3 separate regions of the Sus scrofa genome follow, and regions 2 and 3 are each linked to region 1. A link is a contact called in public Hi-C and HiChIP or PLAC-seq data. All regions are on one chromosome and are shown on one strand. Each heading gives the region's core, a stretch centred on a gene start, on an enhancer-like site or on the middle of the called end of the contact. The rest is flanking DNA. Distances are from core to core; before and after follow the strand shown. Region 1 holds the start of FERMT3 (fermitin family homolog 3). Region 2 holds the start of CATSPERZ (testis-expressed protein 40). Region 3 holds the start of CCDC88B (coiled-coil domain-containing protein 88B).

Region 1 (3,568 bases), core at 1,061-3,560:
CTCTTTGCTGCAGCTTCCTCTCAGGACGCATATTAAGCAGCCTCTCTTGGGAAGTCTCTCTGTCCTGGGCTAGCTGTGGCCCATCTTGGCTCCAGGCTCCCAGGATGGCTCCCCTTCTGCATCAGCTAATGCTCAGCCCTGTGCTGGCGGCTAAAGTGGGAGGCTCACCTGCCCCGTTGCGTTCCAGGCCAGCAGCTGGCACAGGCGGCTTGGCTGAGCCTCAGAGATGTCGGAGTGGGAGAAAAGGTATGGGGACAGTATCCCAGGCCAGGGGACAGGAACTGGAGGGACTTGACCCTGGGGGCCCAGCAGCAATGGAGAGTGGGGTCTGACCAGCTTTTTTGTTTAGGTCTCTTGCTTTGCCGTGGGCCATGCCCCAGGGCCAACCGGGTTTTCGTTCTCTCTGCCCTACGAGGCCAGGCCTGCTGAGTCTCCATCTGACGCCCAGCCTCCTGAGGGACCCGCCAGTCTCCACTTCTGCTTTCACGGCCTCCTTGGGCCTTGCCTTCTAGAAGCTCCCCACACCACCTCAGCCTCTGGCCGGGCTGCCCGGGGCCCCGTGCTGTCCACAAGCTGACCGACCTCCCTCCTGGGCTCTGCAGGGCACATCAGCTGGTCTGAGGAATCCACCTGTCCCCACGGGCAAGGGCCCTGGGACCCAGGCTGCCTGGGCCTATCGGTGGGTCTGCCTTCCGGCTCTGGCTATCGGAGTGGGCCTGCTGCCCTCCCAGGAAGGGGCCGCCCCCGCTCCCAGCAGAGAAAGGCGATGAGAAGCCCCCATCACCAGGCCTGCTCCCTTCCAGGCTGATACCACAGGCCGCTCTGCTGTAACTTCCTGTGGGGGCAGGGCCTTCCCACCCAGGCTGGGCCTGTCACCAGCCTGCTGAGGGCTTCCGCCTGAGGAGAGGGTGTGGGAGTGAGTCCCTGTCACCAAGAGCCCCCTCTGCTCTCCCCTCAGACCCCCAGAATGACCCCCAAGGCCAGGCCTCTCCTGCCCAGAAGTGGGTGAACGGGGGACTGGGGCTGCCCCTTGGGGTCTTAGCAAAGCCAGTTGGAGGGGAGGAAGGAAAGACAGCGGGAGGGAGCGGAAGTTAAGTTGGGGAAATATCTTTTTTGGAACCAAATGATTAAGCTGCTGCCTGAGTCACTGCGACTCTGTTATCGAGAGCTGCGCAGCAGGGCCGGCCCGGAAGTGCCAGGGGACCCGTGGGCACTCACTGATCTCCTCCACAATCTTCAGGAGCACCCCACCGATGTGCGACTCCCCTGTGACCCGGAGGGTGACCGACTCGGCCTCGGGGTCCTCTTCTCCGACGAACACCCGCAGCTCCCAGGACGAGTCGATGTAGTCCCCCGTGGCTGTCTGCATGCCCGCCATGGCTGCGGTGGCTCTGCGGGAGGGTGGGCAGGACGCTGGGTGGGCAACCGGGGCCTGGCAGGTCGCCCGTGGTTCCCCGGGGCAAGCGGGAGGGAGAGAGTGAGCCCTCGGGCCAGAACGCCCCAACGGCAGCAAGACACGGGCCGAGTCGTTCCAGGCAGAGCGGAGATGGTTGAGCTGGAGGGACCCTCGGCGACCACGTCACCCAGCCCTCTCCCTTCGTACCAGACGGAAGATGAGGGCGGGTAAGAGAGGAAGGGGCTCCCTCAAGATGACTCAGCTCCATGCCCGTAGCCCGGCCCCAAGCCCACACTGGCAGCTGCCCACCCTGGAAATGGTTGTAAACCCAGGTCAGAAAATAGTCCGGATCAGGCCCAAAGCTCAGCTCCATCACCCCAAACCAGCCGGAGCCTCTCTAGGGCAGTGGGAAGTCCAGGCTGCCACATGGAGAGAGGCACGCTGGGCAGAGGGGCACCGGGAGGCCGGGGAAGACAAGGGTCTTTGGGCCTCCGGCCTCCCACCCACTTACCTTGTCTGCAAGGGGGTGGGGTTGCTGGTGGGGGGTCAGGGTGTGAGCCACTCCTGGCCTCAGCCCGCACACCTGCAGGCCACTGCTCGCTTCTTTCCCCTCCGCTTTCTCTCTGGAGCTTTCTTCAGAGGGCAGCCCTTGCGTCTTATCATGAACAGGGCGGGCTCAGCCCCTCCCCAGGGCGGGCTGGAGCTGGGTGCAGGAAGCAACTGCCAGTAGGGAGGTGGAGGTGGCGGTGGCGGTGAGGGTTCCACTGGGGCCCTGCCTTTGCTCCCAGTGAGCACAGGAAGCAAGTGGGGCTTGGGGACCCAAGACCACGCCAAGAGTCCCTTCCTTTGGAGGAAAGCTCAATTCAAATCAGAGAAGTTACCAAATCATGTTCCCCTAGAGAAAGCCATCTCTCATCTCCAACCTGTCATGAGGTGGGGGGGTCTCTGGGCTGTACGCATCACTCTGCTGCCAAGAGGGGGAGCTGTGGGTGGGATCCGGGTTGCTTGGGAACTTGGCAGGTCAAGTCAGCTCAAGCCTAGGAGGCCCTTTATCACCACAAAGCAGATCCGTGAAAGCCCCCCAACCCCGAGGGAAATACCCGCTTTGTCTTTTCTGCCCAAGCAGGGACTTCTACCTCCAAACCTGTCAGCCAGAGAGCTGCCCACGGGAGTGGCTGAACAGAAATTAGCCCTGATGTCTCCCAACCTGCCTGCCCCGCACCTTCAGGTCTTAAGGCTCCAGACTTGTTTCCGCCACTGTGGCACCACCTGCTCGTGCTTCCCTAGGCCAGGGCCCACGAGGCTCACTCCTGTTAAGTCCATACACACACGGGACTTGGAGACTCCTGGCAGCCCATCATCTTCCTGCCTATCACCCACACGGGTACCTGAGCTTTGGGAGCAAGGCCTTATATTCACCAGCAGCTCCCAAGCAGAAATTCTTTGTTTTTTGTCCTTTTAGGGCCTCAACCTCAGCACATGGAGGTTCCCAGGCTAGGGGTTGAATTGGAGCTACAACTGCCAGCCTATGCCATGGCCACAGCAATGCCAGATCCGGGACGAGTCTGCGACCTACACCACAGCTCATGGCAAGACCGGATCCTTAACCCACTGAGCAAGGCCAGGGATCAAACCCACAACCTCATGGTTCCTAGTCAGATTCGTTTTCGCTGTGCCACAATGGGAACTCCCCAAGCAGAAATCCAACTTTCTAGATGATCAGTTTGGGGATGGAACAGAGCCTGAAGAGACAGTAGCAACAAAGGTAGAGGAATCCCTGTGGAGGTGGCTTTTGAACTATGCCACCCAAATGAGTGAGGCGGCCTGCTGGGGATTCCCAAGGGGCCAGTTTATGCAAAGTCAAGGCTGCAGGAAGTGCAGCCAGCTGCTGGCCTCAGCTGCTTCCTAACCAACAAGCTGCACTCATGGAGCAAATGAGGAAGTTTTATTCCAGCCCCAGAAGAAACCCCAGGCCAAGGTTTTAGAAAGTTTGTTGCAACCATGATAAAGTGCTCAGGCTCAGTCCAGGGCAGGGAGTTAAGAAGTAAAACTTAACAAGCAGCAGCTGACAGACTTCAGCTCTCCAAAAGGGAGGTCTGAAGCATCTCTTGCAATGGAAATTGGTTTTGTTTCACGGGTGAGATCCAGCATCCTTTGGGTCTAACTGGTTTG
Region 2 (3,459 bases), core at 363-2,862, 93 kb before region 1:
AACTCCCTCCTCTCAACCATCTCTGGGATTCCATTCAAAGCACAGGTCCTACCACGCTGCCTGTGCTCATTTTCATGCTCGTCTCTGTGGCCCCAGGACTTTGTATGACGCCTGCCCAGTAGGGGGCGTTCCTAGAACGTCTGCTTGATTTACAGTGTGAAAGATAGGCGTTGGCGCCCCTTTCAAGGAATCCTAGCAACTTGGTCCTACAGTTTCCCCCCATTTCCCAACAATAGAAATTGAGGTTCTGGCCAGCCCCCTGCCCTGTGAGCGCCCACAGCCCGGTGAGACCACACTGACCGGAGTCGATCCTGGAGTCGTCGTCCCCGTCCTCTAAAGTGCTTCCCGGGGAGCTGCCGCGGTGCATCTCCAGCTCCATCAAGGGGTGCTCGTCCGGCTCTTCTGGCTTGAAGTCGTCCTTGTCCCCTCCGTCATCCAATTCTTCCCAGCCTCCATCCGAGTCGTGGCCGGCCTTCTGATGGTACCACCCGCCATCCTTGCTGCCTAGACTGTTGCCCTCCAGTTCCGAGTCCTCGCAGACAGTGGGCAGTTGCACACTCAGCTTCGGCTGCGACAGCGTCGAGGTGGTCCACAGATTCCGGATGTCCTGTGGGCTCGACGCGCCTGAGCCACGGCGGCCCGAAGACTTGGCCGATGCCTGTGGGCCACATACATCGGAGGAAGCCAAGGAGAATTGGGAAGGGGAGGAAGAGCAAGCTGGAGGCGGGGATCCCGAGCCCAACCGGGGCCGAGACTCTGTCGCGGGGGAAGAGGGGGATTGTTGGGAGCTGCCCTGAGCCGGGACTGAGTGAGAACATAGCCAGGAGCCCAGGCTGGACCTAGGATGGGTCTGGGTGCTGACAGGGTGGGGCGGCCCAGGAAGAGTTCTTACTTTGAAAGGCTTTTCCTCCATGGTTCTGCCCCAACGGACCCAGGCACTACTGGCCTCGGGGCGTGGAGGAGGGGCTCACGCTCCGGGAAGGGGGGAGGGGCAGGGCCCGGTCTGGAATGGCGACGGGGACCTGGCTCTGGGAGAGTTCACCCTGCAGCCCTCCGCATTAGATGTCATTGTCCCCCTTCCCTCATCCCCCAATACCAATAGCTGTACTGAGGATGGACGCAAAGCCCATCTTGGCAGATTCTCATGCCAGACCCTACCGGTAACCTCCAGGCAAAAGCACAGGTCCAAGCACAGCCTCGAGCCCCCGCACCTTGACCGACGTGGGTGGGGGTGGGGGTGGCTCAGCCTGAGGGTCCTGGGGGACCTGACTTGCCCCGAGGGAGGTGGCCTGACGCAAGCACTCCCACACCCTCTCGCGTCCTCGGAGCGCCACTGCCGCAGCGGTACAGACTGTTTTCGTTTATTGATGCAGGCTTTGAGGCACAGTTGTGAGGTGTTGTGAGGGACAGGCCCAGCCGGTACAGCGAGACAGAAAGCCTTGGGGGGTCTGGAAATGGATGAAGTGAGGAGAGGGCCAGGAGCAAGGGGCGGCAGTCAAGCAACCCCGTAGCCTCCTCCCCAGGTTTCAGTCCGGTCGAGAGAGGGCTCTTTGGTCAAACAAGCAGAGCATGCCGGGGAGAGGGCAAGAACGAAGCCCTTTGAGAGGCCCGGGCCGGGGTCCTGCCCCTACGAGGACACGCCTTTGTCCCGGGGGCGCCCGGGGCCCCGGGGCCGCGCGGGCTTCCTGGGGGCGTTGAGGGGCCGGCGGCGACCCCGTGGCGCGCGGGGCAGTGCGCAGCCGCGCTCGCTCTGCGTGTCCGAGGACTCGTCGATGAAGGCAAGATTCTCGCTGGGGTAGTCCAGCGCCGAGGCCGTGGGCGGCGTGGGTGGCGTGGGCGGCGAGGGCGGCGAGGGCGGCGAGGGTGGCTCGGTCTTCTCCGGGGCCACAGGGGATAGTGGCCTGCTGGCGGGCTGCGCTGGGCACGGCGGTGGAGGCAGGGGTGGCCGCTCCTTCTCCTGCGGCGGTGGTGCCGGGGGACCTACTCGCTGGGTCACCCGCGCGGTCACCGTGCCGGTCCAGCTGGCGGCCTGCGCCGTGAGGCCGCCCATCTGCGCGGGGAGGAAAGGCAGTCCTTGGCTGGGGGTTCTTGACCGTCTCCGCAACCCCGGTAGCCTGCTCCTTCACCCTTCACCGATCAGGTGCTGCCCCTCTTTTTCCTCCCGGTCCTCCTGCCTCAGGAGGAGGGAAAGGCTCATGACCCAGCCACATGCTCCCTTCCTCCATCTTCACCGAAGTGTCCTCTTCTCCAGGAGAAAAACCCCGGTTTTATTTCAGTTCTCCCTCCATCCCCCCTCACCCATCTTTGCCCCTCCAGCCGCTCTGGGGCCAGACGCAAGGAGCAGGGTTCCAAAATACAGGTCACCCAGTTACATGAGAATTTCAGATAAACAACAAATGCAGTATTAGATAAGTATGTCCCATGCAGTACTTGGGACATATTTATACTCAAATATTATTTGCAACTTCTCTGAAATGCACATGTAACTGGGCTTCCTTCATCTTTACTTGCTAAATCTGGTAACCTTATCCCGGAATGTGGAGATGGAGCACCTGCAAACCTGTTGGAGTTTATCCCTTTGTTCTCCGCAGGTGCACACTGGGGCTCCCTCAGTCCCTGCCTTGGGGGAGACCCCATCTGGAAGGGAGGCAGGCTGGTCAACCTGCCGCTAGGGTACAGCACGGCAGCACCAAAGCGCAGGCGCAGCGCTGCGGCGGGGGGCGCCTACCTCTGCCCGGGTGCGGCGGGACACGACTCGCAGCCAGTTCCCGATGGTGGTGAGCACTGAGGCGAAGTAGGCCAGGCCGAGTAGGATCCAGAACCACACCAGAGGCTGGTAGGCTGCAGAGTTCTGGTTGGGACTGGCGCCTTGGGACCCCACCGGGGAGGGCAGAAAGAAGCTGATGGTGAGCTCAGCAAGTCTTGAGCCTGTGAGTCTCGGGTTCACCGCGCCTCTTCCCATCGCAACGCCTTGATCTGCCCGCCCCAGAGCAATGGGTACGTGCTAGAGCGTGTGAATGGATGCAAGAAGATGAATGGGCGTGACTTGATGGTGTGCAGGAGAAGAGCCGTGTGAGGGGTGCATTTAATATATATGTCAGCAGGCATGCGAGCATGAGGTGTTGCATCCATGCACAAATGTGAGGGTGCATTCAATGAGCGGATGTAGGGATTGGAGCAAGCACGTGTGAGTGCAGAAGCACCGGGGTGAATTTGGCGGGAGAAGCAAGATCGCAAAGTGGGTGGGGAAGTGCAGCCCAAGAAAAGTGGCCTCACCGGCCACGTAGTCTCCGAAGCCCACCGTGGTGAGCGTCACCACGACGAAGTAGATGGCTTCCAGCTTGCTCCAGCCCTCCACATAGCAGAAGATGAACGTGGGCGTGAGGACAAAGAGCAGGCAGCCGATCAACAGGAAGAGCACCGCTGATAGAATTCGCACCAGCTCCGGTGGCACGTGCC
Region 3 (3,320 bases), core at 131-2,630, 130 kb before region 1:
GACCCGCCTCCCCTAAACCAGGCTCTGCCCACCGCCCCTCAGGCTCCTCCCACCAGGATGCCAGGCCCCCTCCCTCAAACCCCTAGGGAGCTGCCGGGGTCATTCTCTTGTGCCCCTTACATGATGCCCAGCACCCGGAGAAGCAGGGCCCCATCGCTGAGACGCAAGAACCTCTTCTCCGGACAAAGGGGCCCATCTCCTTCCTCCTCTGCTTCCCCCTCTGGCTCCTCAGCCTCCCCCACCAGCCCAGCCAGTCCCAGCGCCTGTGGGAACAGAAAGGAGTCAGCTGGCCTGGGTGGGAGCCCTCCACCAGCTGAGCGACTCCCGAGAGCCTCTGACCTGCCCCCGAGCCCACGCAGCCCCTCCTCACCAGTTCCCTGAATGCCAGTGGCCCGGGGTCTGGACCCCTTTCCCTGCCCCTCCATCCTCGGTTGAGCCCACCCCTCTCCTCCAGGCCCCCTCTGCCCCGCTCCTCCCCACCCCCACACCAGCCCCTCCCAGCTGCTCACTTCCCCTCCCCAGCCCCCCTCCCCCTGCCCCCTCACCCAGGTGGCCAGGCTCCCACTGAGGAAGTCTCTGATCCTGGGCCCCTTGCCCCCATCCATGACGGGGTCAGGGTGTTGGTCCTGTTGTGGCAGCTGCACCTGCCGTGAGAGGAAGAGGAAGTCCCCGGGTGGGGATCCCGGCCCCAGCCACAGACACCCTGTGCAGCTAGCTTCCTCCTTCCGGGTGCTGGCAGGCCGTGCACCCCCAGGCTCCTGCTTCGCCACCCTGCCTCCGCCCCCACCACTCCACATCCTCCCAGCATCTCCGACAGTGCTGGCCCAGGGATTAGCAGTAGGGTCAGGGCTCCCCAGGAGCAAGGCCCACGGCTCTCCTGGCTCCATGGACAAGGGTAGGTGAGTCCTTCCCCTCCCTGGGCCTCCTTTGCCCAACTTGAAACCCGCGAGGGCCACTTCGGCCTTGTACATTTCAGGGCCTTTGCAGGGGCTCCAGGCCTCACATGGTGCGTCTAGGTGCCCACACCTGCCTCTTCTGATCTGCCCGGCTCCCCTCTCCCTCTGTTGCTCCTCAAACTTATCCCAAACACCCTCCCAACCCGTGAAGCTGGGAGATGCCACCCCCCGCAGCAGACCCCCTCTGAGCCCTCACCAGAGGGGCTACCCCCCCCTTATTCTCTATACACTGGACAGAGACAGGACATCTGGCCTGGGGGCTAGGGACCTCACAGGTCTCTCTTTCCTGTCTGTAAAAAAAGCGGGTTGGAATCCAGCCTCTGAGGGAAGCAGTTTGATGCAGAGACCAGAGACATGCCTCATGGACAAACCAGGAGGCCAGGAGGACACCCCGCAGCTCACTATGAGGCTCCGTGTGGGCCGCCGTGCTGGGTACTGAGATGCGGTAAAAAGCCACATAGTCCCTGCCCCCATGGGTGCACAGTACCCTGGGGAGGCAGCTATGCAAATCACACACACACACACACACACACACACACACACACACACACAATGTAACACTGCAGCTGTGCTACAGGCATTGACAGGGAGGGCGCTTGACGGCAGGGGGATGATCAGGAAGGGCAGGGGGAGGGCGGCTGACATGAAGCTGAGATTGGGAGGACCGGGTTACCTGGGCAAAGCGGGGAAGAGAGAAGGACATCCAAGCAGCTGCAACAGATAGTGCAAGGCCTCAGCTGGAAGCACGGCCAGCGTAAAGCCCAGACATTATTCATGTTTCATCGATTCCCACTTTTTTGTTGTTTGTTTGTTTTTTGTTTGTTTGTTGAGGGCCACACCTGCGGCATATGGAAGTTCCCAGGCTAGGGGTCAAATTGGAACTACAGTTGCTGGCCTACACCACAGCCACAGCAACGCCAGACCCAAGCCACATTTGCGACCTACACCGCAGCTCATGGTAATACCAGATCCTTAACCCACTGATCTAGGCCAAGGATCAAACCCAAGTCCTCATGGATACTAGTCAGGCTCATTACCACTGAGCCACAATAGAAACTCACTCCCACTTTATTTTCATTATTATTCTTTTTTTTTTTTTTTTTTTTGTCTTTTTGTCTTTTGTTGTTGTTGTTGTTGCTATTTCTTGGGCCGCTCCCTCGGCATATGGAGGTTCCCAGGCTAGGGGTTGAATCGGAGCTGTAGCCACCGGCCTATGCCAGAGCCACAGCAACGCGGGATCCGAGCCGCGTCTGCAACCTACACCACAGCTCACGGCAACGCCGGATCGTTAACCCACTGAGCAAGGGCAGGGACCGAACCCGCAACCTCATGGTTCCTAGTCGGATTCGTTAACCACTGCGCCACGATGGGAACTCCCTCTTTTTTTTTTTTTTTTTTGGCCCAGCCTATGGCATGCAGAAATTCCCAGGCCAGGGATCGAACCCTAGCTACAGCAGTGACGATGCTGGATCCTTAACCACTAAGCCACCAGGGACCTCCCCAGACACTTTATTTCTCACATGGATAAATCTCTGAAGTCAAGTTGCACGGCAGAATTGCTGGCTGGCTGGCAGCTGTCCTGACATTGTTGTCATTGCTTGCACGTGCCCACACTTCAAAAGCATCAAACCCTTCAGAAAGGGCATCAGCAGCTTGGAAGAGGAGCCCAGAGGAAAGAGCAGAGCACTCTTAACCCCAAGACCCAATGGTGGGAGCCCCCCTGTGGCAGGGAGTGGGGTGGGATGGGGGCGGGCGGCGGAAAGCAGACTTGTCAGCAATGCTCCCAAAGCAGAAACCCAGAGTCAGGGGGCTCTGCAGGCCTGCAAAGCGGGCTTCGGACTCCCATGGCTGCTGGTGGGTTTAGGGTTGTCTTATGAATTGTTGGGGAGGACAGCTGCTCTCCTGAACTCTTGACGCCTCACAGGAGGAGGTGGTAGGGCAAGCAGACAGCGAACCTCTGTCTGATTCCAAATGCGAATGAGCTGTAACACCATAAACAATGTATTCTGCTTCTATTTTCCTTTTTATGTGTGCGTCAGAATTATATATGATGAGAATCTATGTCTAAGTCAAAAAGAGCTCCTTCGGGAAGTATAAAATAAAGATTCTAGTGATGAAAGGGCCTTGGGACATAGTTAACTGGCAACACTCCTTTTTTCTTTAGTGGCAGCTTTTATAATCGTTGACATCTTAGATTTGCTGAAACGTGGGGCAGTTGTGCAAACACGGGCTTCCCATGAGCCAGCGCGGTTCAAGTACTTTACACTAATTAACTTATTTGCAGTGGGCTAGGCTATGAAGTAAGCACCATGGATTCACTCCAATTTACAGAGGAGGAAGCTGAGACTCAGAGAGATTAAGAGC

The links. A called contact is a pair of places that touch in the nucleus more often than the background predicts. HiChIP or PLAC-seq counts read pairs in DNA pulled down with a chosen protein or histone mark.
Region 2: a contact with region 1 is called in a Hi-C map of mesenteric adipose tissue, with 2.5 times the contacts expected there. The contact joins the promoter of CATSPERZ here to the promoter of FERMT3 in region 1. A contact is called at or near these places in 4 of 5 promoter capture datasets (fetal skeletal muscle, liver and skeletal muscle), 20 of 47 Hi-C or Micro-C datasets (alveolar macrophages, blood, brain and 12 more) and 2 of 2 datasets of contacts at active chromatin or transcription factors (alveolar macrophages and skeletal muscle).
Region 3: a contact with region 1 is called in an H3K27ac HiChIP or PLAC-seq map of alveolar macrophages. The contact joins the promoter of CCDC88B here to the promoter of FERMT3 in region 1. A contact is called at or near these places in 4 of 5 promoter capture datasets (fetal liver, fetal skeletal muscle and liver), 11 of 47 Hi-C or Micro-C datasets (alveolar macrophages, blood, embryonic fibroblasts and 7 more) and 1 of 2 datasets of contacts at active chromatin or transcription factors (alveolar macrophages).

What each region holds. Positions count from the first base shown.
Region 1 is chr2:7,907,582-7,911,149 of Sscrofa11.1, forward strand. FERMT3 (fermitin family homolog 3) reads right to left here and starts at 2,311. Exons shown (of 15, transcript XM_003122594.4): 1 at 1,908-2,311; 2 at 1,219-1,391. The coding sequence starts at 1,378.
Region 2 is chr2:7,815,715-7,819,173 of Sscrofa11.1, forward strand. CATSPERZ (testis-expressed protein 40) reads right to left here and starts at 1,613. Exons shown (of 4, transcript XM_021082876.1): 1 at 301-1,613. The coding sequence starts at 913. It overlaps KCNK4 (potassium channel subfamily K member 4), which reads right to left. Exons shown (of 8, transcript XM_013994155.2): 6 at 3,277-3,459; 7 at 2,729-2,868; 8 at 1,348-2,050. The coding sequence ends at 1,628.
Region 3 is chr2:7,783,245-7,786,564 of Sscrofa11.1, forward strand. It overlaps CCDC88B (coiled-coil domain-containing protein 88B), which reads right to left and starts at 1,381. Exons shown (of 31, transcript XM_021082875.1): 1 at 546-1,381; 2 at 121-263. The coding sequence starts at 971. LOC110259241 (a long non-coding RNA gene) reads left to right here and starts at 717. Exons shown (of 3, transcript XR_002341448.1): 1 at 717-895.